2 separate regions of the Anser cygnoides genome follow, and region 1 is linked to region 2. Evidence: chromatin contacts called from public Hi-C data. All regions are on one chromosome and are shown on one strand. The core of a region is the stretch at or near the end of the contact, and the rest is flanking DNA. Distances in the headings are between cores, read along the strand shown. Region 1 overlaps ST3GAL1 (ST3 beta-galactoside alpha-2,3-sialyltransferase 1). Region 2 has its middle 44 kb from the start of CCN4.

Region 1 (4,722 bases), core at 18-2,517, 140 kb after region 2:
GCAACAGGGACGGGGCGCTGGTGACACGGCCAGTCACCGCCTGGGGCTCAGGATGGACCCACCGATACCTCCGTCCATGGGGGGGGAAGCTTGGTTTTCCCCAAATAGGCTGAAAAAAGGCAAAGTTGGGTATTTCCCTTCCCCTTTTCACAGTGCTGGCAAGTCTCTCCCACTGAGGCTTCAGCGAAGACAGATCCTCGTCCTTCCACGTTCCGGAAGATTTAGAGAGGAGCAATGTCAGCACGAAAATTTAGCTTTTGTGTGTGGGAGCGAGCCATAAATTAAAGGAACCAAATCACAGAAGGCAGAGGACAGCTCTTCTTTTCTCTTTCATTGAAGTTAGTTCACCAAGGATCAGACCAGTCGGGGACGTCCGTTCCAGCAGAGAGACGTGCTTTGATGTCCATTTAAGCCACAGAGAGCAGTTTGCAGCCTGCAGACACACACACACACACACGTGAAAAGACAGAAAAATAAATGTCAGAAAGGCATCGCTCCCAACCTAGTTTCCGTGCTTTCCGCTGCCCATCCCAAAACTTCTGAGCCCTGGACGCAGGGCCGGCAGTGACTTCTGCTGCCCTGTTTGCATACTGACAAGTCGCAGGCTGAAATTTCCGAAAGGGCAGAGCATCGACCTGTGGACATTGAGTCCCTTTGTATCGAGTTAGCCGCAGCTCTCTGGCTTTATTTGAATTACAGCTCGCGGTCGCTTGAATGGCAATGAATCACCTTATTCCCTTAAACTGACCTTGATAGCCACTAGGTATGCCAAGTATTTGTACGGCGAACCAGCTGAACAAAAACTGTGGGCAGAGGAGGGAGGAGCAGGACTGAGAGGAAGAGGAATCGGTTCCTTTCTCTTCCTCCCCCAGCCAGCTTCATTTTTAAAGGATTGGGGCTGGACTCGTGATTTGGAGAGAGCCAAGCAAGAACAGCTCATACGTCCTGGGACAGACGGCACAAGTTAAAGGATAAATGGCCTTTGTTTTGCATGGGTTATTGCTATTTTCCCTCGCTGCCAAGGCAGGTTAGGTACAGCCAGGTTTTGATCTCAGAGGTTCCCCTGAGATCCCAGCCAGGCAGAGGGGGGATGCGGAAGGGCCCAGAGCGGAGATTTAAACAAGCAACGAGTCTCTAAAAGCCAAAAGCCGGATCCCTTCCTCCCACAATGCCATTGTTTCATGGGAAGAAAATGTCTTGTGGTTTTTTTTAAAACTTTGGATGTTTGCAAAAAGCCCCCAAAGTGCCATTGCTTAAATAACATTCTTTTGATGAGAAAATAAAAATGAAGAGGAAAACATCAGAGAAGCATCTGCGTCAGAATAAGTGCAGCTTGTGAAAAAGCAGAAGCCTGGCAAACGAAGTCTCACTCACTCAGCTTCAGGCTTCTGGCCAGAAAAGATAGAGCAAAACTGCAACTGTTACCTGTCAAAACTTCCCATTTTAAACTGCTCCCTGCAGGGTCCCTCCTGTTTTAGCCCCAGAGCCAAGGCTCACCCAGACCCAGGAGATGTGGCCACGGGGCTGGGCTGGGCTTTGCTGCCACCTCTTCTCTTGGAGAGCTGCAAGGAGCTGCCCCAGGCCATGGTACTTGTCCCAGGGGTTGGAGATGGTTGCTTGGAGATAGACAGGGCTGTTTTTTAGAGGCAGTGGTTAAATATTAACTGAGTCCCGTGAAGCCAAACCAGAAAGCAGGAGCCTCAGATGATGGTGGCGAGCCTCTGCTCCGAGTTTCCCCCATGCAGCCCGTGATGGGCAGGCTGTGCCGTCCTGTCAGTCGCTGCTTGCCAAATGCCTTGGGATTTATTTGAAGCCTGCCCCTTACGAACGCATCTACAGGAGCTCGAGGGCTGACAAGTGGGTCAGGGCAGATAACAAAAGGCTTTATTAACCCAGGCTGCTCGCGCAGTGAATTACGCTGCGGCACAGAGCAATCCTGCGTGCCTGGCTCCGATAAGGACGTTTTCAAGGGACCCGTGGTGAGTTTTGGGGTAAACAGAGATCTCCCTGGGTACAATTTGGGAATCACAACCCAAAAGGCATGGGGGATGCTGCCACCGTACCTTGGAGAGTAAATAATGGGATTAACAGCCCTGTCCACACCAACTGGCCTCTGTGCCAGCGAGCAGTCCCAAAGTCGTTCGTTTTACTGGTATGGATGTAGTTGCTAGTCTAAACAAAAACACGGCCTCTAAACCCCCCAGAACTGGGCCAAGTCCCAGAAGCAGATTGATTCTCCATTTATGGGCCAGATAATTCAAAAGCCGTGATGCTGGCGGGGCGACCCCCTACTGCTGTTACTGCCGAGCCAAGTCACTGTTTGTAAACACAGTTCCTGTTCTTCTATTATTTTTAAGTGGAGGGGAGAGGGGGATTATCCAGCCTTTCTTGGAAAAGCCTATAAAATGGGGTATTGTTCATAAAAGACCACACTTACAGCCTCCAAAGTAAACACCCATTTTAACAGATTTTTTTATTTTTTTTTTTTTAACTGAGCTTAGGTTAAACTTATATTTAGAATTTGGGGGGAAAAAAAAGGGAAAAAAAAAAACAAACAAAAAAAAACAGTGTTTAGACAGTGGACTGAAGTGTCTCCAAACTCCTAATCATGCCACCTTTTATAGCACGAGGGGAAGGTGAGAAACCAGAAGAACTCCCATGGCCCTTTTCCACACTGCATACTCTATTTTAATTCTCGCTCTTTCCGGTTTCCTGAACGCTCATGTTTCCTATGGGTACTCACAATAGAAAAAAAATATATATAAATATATCCTGGCAGAAGGACTCTGGGGACTATAAATATGATTTAGGGCCTGAGGAAAAGGCATGCTGAAATGAATGGAAAATGCTTTCATCGACTTTGCTGTGACTTGGACCAGGACCATTTTTTTCCTTTCTTAAAACACGAGTTAGGTCCAAGATCAGGATTTTCTTTCTTCCTTCCTTGAGCTGAACCCTCTTCTGCTGCGTCTGAGACCAAGCACCGTCCTATGGCCCCCTCTGCTCGTGGGTATTCATAAATCCTTAATAAAGAGGTTTTGCAGGCTCCACACTGCTGTGCTAGAAGAACGAAGGGCAGGACGATGCCGAAGCGGCAGCCCCATGTTTGCTACCAGCGTGAGACATCGCACGGGGCTGGTGCCTGCCAGGCTCAGCCTCTGGGAACGTGTTTTGCTTCACGATCCTATTTGCACTAGTTAATTTAAATCATTGCAAGGAAGCAGCGTGCAAGCAGCCGCAGTATTTATCAACATAACTCACCATGACCTTGGCATCGACACATCTACAAACAGGATGTTTTGGCAGCAGACCCAGAAACAATTTCTGGGAACCAAAGGTGCGGAGGTTTAAATTACATGCCCAGCCCTCAGTCCAGCTGCGGTCTCCCGAGAGCTAAAAGGGGCTGAACAGCAGCGTGCATGTGGCTGGCCTGTCTGTGGGCAGCAGGATAAGCTACCTTAAGCAACTGGGTGCTTAAGGTCTTATCTGCAGTCTGGATTTCTCTTGTTACCTTCCCACCTCCTCCCCCTTCCTACATTTACCCTTGCCCTCGTGCACAACACCCTTGGACATGCCAGGATAACTTAGTTCTGCTGCAAACTTCCAATACCAAAATGCAAAACTTCATTTCCCAGGCAAGAACACAGCAGGGCACGTTCCTCCATGGTGGGACCAAAGTGCAGGAGTGGTGCCAGTGTGATTACAGAGCCATACAGGAGAGCAGAGCTTAGTCTTTTGTCTAGGCTTTATGAACTGAAATAAAATATACTGCGATCAATCCATTGCAATTGATTGTGTTCATTGTTTTCTCGTATTTTAGAGAGGAACAGAAATAACTTTTTTTTTTCCCCCTCTCAGGGTAGATCTTCTTTGCATTGCAAACTCAAAACCTGAAGAATGTCCCTGGTTGCTTGCCAGCTGGGCATTAACAGACAAGGATAAAACCACATCAGTTCAGTGGGATAATACAAAGAAATTCATAACACCTTCAGGAGATTTTTTTTTGACAACTCCACCTACAAACTCAACGTATTCTCACTGTACTTGTTAGATTACGCGAAAAAGCTTGTCTGTGCACCCAAAGGGGAGCACAAAGAGACAATGGCAAGTGGGGTTGCCCCAACAATAAATACCCTGCCCTGCTGCTCCCGGGCCTATCCCAGGAGCCATCAGCCCATCAGAGCTCCATTTCCTTAAGCCCAGAGGAGGAGAGGGTCACAAGGGCAGGTGAGAACATGAAGTGTGGACTCAGAAGAGGGGACACCCTGTCTGGGCCCCGGGGCTGACCCAGGAGAGCCTCAGCCCCAGTGCCCAGGTGTGAAATCCACCCAGACGGGTCAACGCCAGAGCATCTTTGGGGGCTTGCTGCCTGGTGGCATGGGACACGGTATGGGGTGCAAGGGGAGATCATTTGGGGATGGCACAAGATCACGTGTCTTTCCATGACTTATGTGGCTGGCTATGTACGCACGTATATATGTGGTGCATATATTTGTATGCTTGCCCTGTGAGCATCATCTGGGAATACATGCCCAGCATGTCTACTGGCAGGACCTGGGCACAGAGCTGCCCCAGCCTCGACGCCCTTCATTTGCTGGATCCAGTCCGATTTCCCCCCAACGGTGCCAAGTGAGAGCAGCGGTGTGAATTACTGTGTGTCAAATCACATTGGCCACAGGCCACAGGTAATTTCACTGGAAATACAGATCTTGAAGAAAATAT
Region 2 (4,418 bases), core at 1,375-3,874:
AGGAAACACATTTAAATTACAAATTCATTATTCCATACCCCAGCATGTACAAATCCTTAGGGCTAACCCCAGTAAGGATTCTACCATTTAGTTCTAGAAGAGGAAAATTATCGTCATCTTGAGGTTTTCAGAGTTTTCCCACAAACCAGGTTTGTCTTTCAGCCTGAACTGTTTTACTCACCTCAGTAGGAACTTAAAACACTTTCTGTGGCCTCCTGCAATGATGGGTCTGTGTCCTGGGCTTGCTCATGGCTGCTGGGGCATTAGGTGAGAAAGCAACCACCTCTCCAGCCTTCTGTGCCTTGCTTTGGTTGGGAAGTCCTCTGCAATGTAAACACTTTCTGGCCAGCCATGTCTCCAGAATAGATTTCAGCAAAGGTAGCACCCTTCCCTCCTGCCTCTACAGGCATCAGAAGTCCCATCTAGCTGATGCTTCTTCTGCTTGCACATATGGAGCCTCTAAGTACACTGTCTTGCATGAAGAGTGTCTTGGATGCTTTCACAGCCACTGCATTTGGACTCATCTGGAAACCTATCACCTCCTAAGTACTTTGCACTTTCCAAATGAAGTCCTGACAGCCAAGCTGGGCTCTGCTCCCATAAGAAACCCCACCCAAAGCCTCTGAGCAGTGGGGAGGGAAGAACTGAGGGATCAAGGTTTATTGGCAGCTGGTGGTAAAAAGCTAAGACTTCTTGGAGTTATTATTTAGCTACCACTAATAATAAATGAAACCACGTGGTAATTGGTCGAGTAAAGACTATTCTGCAGGTGAGGAGATGCAAGTGTAGGCAAAGAGGCCAAGATGAGTCTCACCGGTGTGTGACAGTCTGGGTGGCACCACTGCTCAGGGCAGTCTTACCAAGCCCTACAGGCAGGTTGGCCATGCTCCATGCCAGGACCACTCCATGGGATGAAACCACAGCTCAGCAGCCCCACCTTCCCTTCACAGCTTGCTGCGTGCAGGGTGCTGGGCCTCGCAGGGATGTACACTCACATGAACAGAGACCAGGATGCTGGCAGCTCTTGCTCTCTCAAGAGCCATCAGTCATGGCCGTAGGCTTTGTATGGAGCTGCCCTGGGTCTCTGTGAGTGCAACCACCCAGCAAAAAGCTCTTCCCTGCCCCCAGCTCTCCTCAGACGCTGACCTTGACCTGAATACCATAATCCACTTCAGCCATAAGCAATAGCAGAGAGTGGCAGGTCAAACAAGGATAGTTTTCCAGCTCTGCTGTGGGTCAGGGCCCACCACGGTGGCAGTGATTGTGCTATGTGCTGCTTGGGAAGGAATTGCTGCCTGATATCCCCTGTCTCAACCCTTGGGCTCTTCTGGAGATGCTCAGTGATGTTTGCGTCCACTGTTTGATGTGCATCATGCAGCCACTAGTGTCAAAAATACACAGGGTAAGGAGTAGGGGGTTGCCTCTTTAATTACACCCAAATAACAGCTCTCCTCCAGCCCCCTTTACGTGCTGGGTGAGCAAAAGATCCCCACGCTGGATTGCAGGGAACAGACATCAGACTGTTTGGCAGTTGCAATCAAAAGCCTTTTTTTTTTTTTTCCTTTCTTTCCCCAACACTGGTCAGCAGCTGTGTTGTTTAAAAAATGAATGGAGCCCTTAATGAAGGAATAGATAGAAACAGTGAGAGGCTGTGTTTGTCTGTTGCAAAGGGCTGAGGGGGAAGGGTTGATCTCTTAAAATACCCTGACATCCTTTCTCTTGGTTATTTAAACATCAGACAAAACAGTTATCAGCTATCAACATAAAGCCTATATTTGGCTCTGTGGAAACACTAAATCCACACATCAAAACAGCTGCTGATATATACAGACCCAGACAGACTTACAGGTCCAGCGAATGTGGAATAGTGCAACACAGTGAAAAACAGTGCAAAAAAAGCAGCTGGCATGTGGAAGGGGGCGGGCCAAATTACTCATGAGACACTGCTGGATGTGTTGTTGTGGTGAAAACAATAGCGTTTTACTGACACACCATGGATTGCAACAGATACTCTGCCCAAGATGCAAAAACAGACAGGAAGAGGATTCCAGCACTGGAGAGAAAAATAAGCAGCTTTTCTATAAACTGTTTTCTCTCCAGCTCAGTCCATCACTTGCAACACGTGACATTAATCATAAGCCCCCAAAACACATCTAGGTTAAAGTTTCCAGCTGTTTAGTTTCTAGAGACTTTTAAAGAGAAAAGCAGCATCCTTCAGCACAAAAGTCCTGCTGTGTTGACATGGTATTGGCACATCCAGTTCCACTCCTGCTCTGCAAGGACAGGGAGAGGGAAAGCTCTACTTAAGTTCAGTTGATTTTTGCATAGTAGATCTTGAGACCCAGGCAGAGGTGGAAAGAACCGATTTCAGCAATTACACCCTGTGTGCTAGTGGTTCTGAAGAGCCATCAGGAAATCTGTTGGTCCTGGGAAGCCCATTCTCCTCTTAGTAACCCCCAATACACTGTGAAGGGTGAACTGTTTCTTTTCTGGAAGCCTCCTGTTAGCCACTTGGAATTTCCTCTCTGCCGTAAGATCTCCTTGCTCCCTAGTGGCCATTCATCCTTTCAGGAAAAGGTGAAAATCCAACTCATCTTCTCTAGTTTAATGACACTACAGTCTCCAAGAACGAGGAACTGAGCATTTCCAAAGTGTAGGAAGGAAGTTATTTAAAAATAAATTCTAATAAAACTGGAAGCCACTTACATCTCTTCAGTTTGAATACCAATTAAAGATGCCAGAAGACCAGTACTGTGGGGAAAAAGGAGCCGTAACTCCTTTTAAAAGGTAAGGCATTACTCCTCTGTACTGTCCTCCAGCTTTTCTGTACAGGTACATACTGTTCCTTGCCCATTGAATACTTTTTTGTTACAAAGCTGACATTTATAGTGGTCCTAGCAACTCCTAGCTGCTCAGAAGTGCTCGCAGATCCCTTTGTGCTGCAAGGATTGGATGCATTCCTCCCTGTTAAACAAAAATAAACTGCCTAGGCTTGACAGGCACACCATGGTGTCCTTGGGGAAGAAATGATTAGCCATTCCCAGAAAAGCTCAGAGAGAACACAACTTTGCCCTTCTTTTGTAAAATGAGTTGGAAGAGATCCCTCCCATTTTCACTGGCAGTGGCACGGGCTGTGGATGACCAAATCAAGCCAATTGCTGGTACCAGTCCAGTGACAACTGCTGAATAATCACATTTAGCAGAACCTGGGCTCTGACAGGCCAAATATTTGCTTTTGCCTCTTCCTATCACAGCTGTGGTTTTTTTGTTTGTTTGTTTCTTTGTTCTTTTTTTAAATACAGAAGGAAGGAGCCACCAAAATAGTTTCAGCAAAGTCACAAAACCCACCTACCTCTGAAACTGCCAATACGTTAAATCAGTCACTAGGTAAGAGCACCAAGTAAAAAGGCAACCAGGGTGGTCTACCAGAACCCAGACTAACATAAGAAAGGAAACCTGTACATCTGCTTTAAGGCTAGAAGTAAAATCCAGTTCCTGTGAGGAAGTCAGAATACAAACTGCAGGTCTATGTGCTAGACAGGATTGTATCTAAGGATACAAAGAAGACTTCTAACTTCAGATAAGTAGTACTCTGTACTGAGGCTCAATTTTTTAATGCATTTGTTAGAGCAAAATTATTTTTTGAATAGCCAGTAACACTTGATACTGAACTACATTGTGTTTTGTTAATATAAAAGTAGGCTTTTGGACGTAGGACTAGAAGGTGTTTTGAGCAAATTTGCCAACAACACCAAACTTGGAGGAGTTGCGGACTCAGATGAGGGTGGAAAGGCCTTGCAGAGAGATCTGGACAGATTGGAGAGCTGGGCGATCACCAACCACATGAAGTTTAACAAAGGCAAGTGCTGGGTCCTGCACCTGGGACAGGGCAACCCTGGCTATACGTACAGACTGGGCAATGAGACGCTGGAGAGCAGCCCCGCAGAGAGGGATCTGGGGGTTGTGGCTGACAGCAAGTTGAATATGAGCCAGCAGTGTGCCCTGGCAGCCAGGAAGGCCAACCGTATCCTGGGATGCATCAAGCACGGCATTGCTAGTCGGTCGAGGGAGGTGATTGTCCCACTCTACTCTGCGCTGGTGCGGCCTCACCTCGAGTACTGTGTGCAGTTCTGGGCACCACAGTACAAAAAGGACATTAAACTGTTGGAGAGCATCCAGAGGAGGACAACGAAGATGGTGAAGGGCCTAGAGGGGAAGACATATGAGGAGCGGCTGAGGTCACTAGGCCTCTTCAGCCTGGAGAAGAGGAGGCTGGGAGGGGGACCTCATCGCAGTCTACAACTTCCTCGCGAGGGGGAGTTGAGAGGCAGGTGACCTATTCTCCATTATTACCAGTGACAGGACCCATGGGAACGGTGTGAAGCTGAGGCAGGGGAAGTTTAGGCTGGACATCAGGA

What was found. Hi-C and Micro-C count contacts between places; a contact is called where the count stands out from the background.
Region 1: a Hi-C map of liver shows a contact between it and region 2, with 20 times the contacts expected there. The contact joins two enhancer-like sites. A contact is called at or near these places in 2 of 7 Hi-C or Micro-C datasets (both in liver).

Annotation. Positions count from the first base shown.
Region 1 is chr2:155,724,309-155,729,030 of Taihu_goose_T2T_genome, forward strand. The region is part of intron 1 of ST3GAL1 (ST3 beta-galactoside alpha-2,3-sialyltransferase 1); the gene reads right to left. Among named protein-coding and RNA genes, the nearest start is that of ST3GAL1, 48 kb to the right of the region's middle. Within about 2 kb of position 1,268, at least 2 of the 3 cell types and tissues checked have open chromatin away from gene starts, as enhancers often do. A contact at or near this core is called in liver, where this site is marked.
Region 2 is chr2:155,580,462-155,584,879 of Taihu_goose_T2T_genome, forward strand. No RefSeq gene overlaps it. Among named protein-coding and RNA genes, the nearest start is that of CCN4, 44 kb to the left of the region's middle. Within about 2 kb of position 2,625, at least 1 of the 3 cell types and tissues checked has open chromatin away from gene starts, as enhancers often do. A contact at or near this core is called in liver, where this site is marked.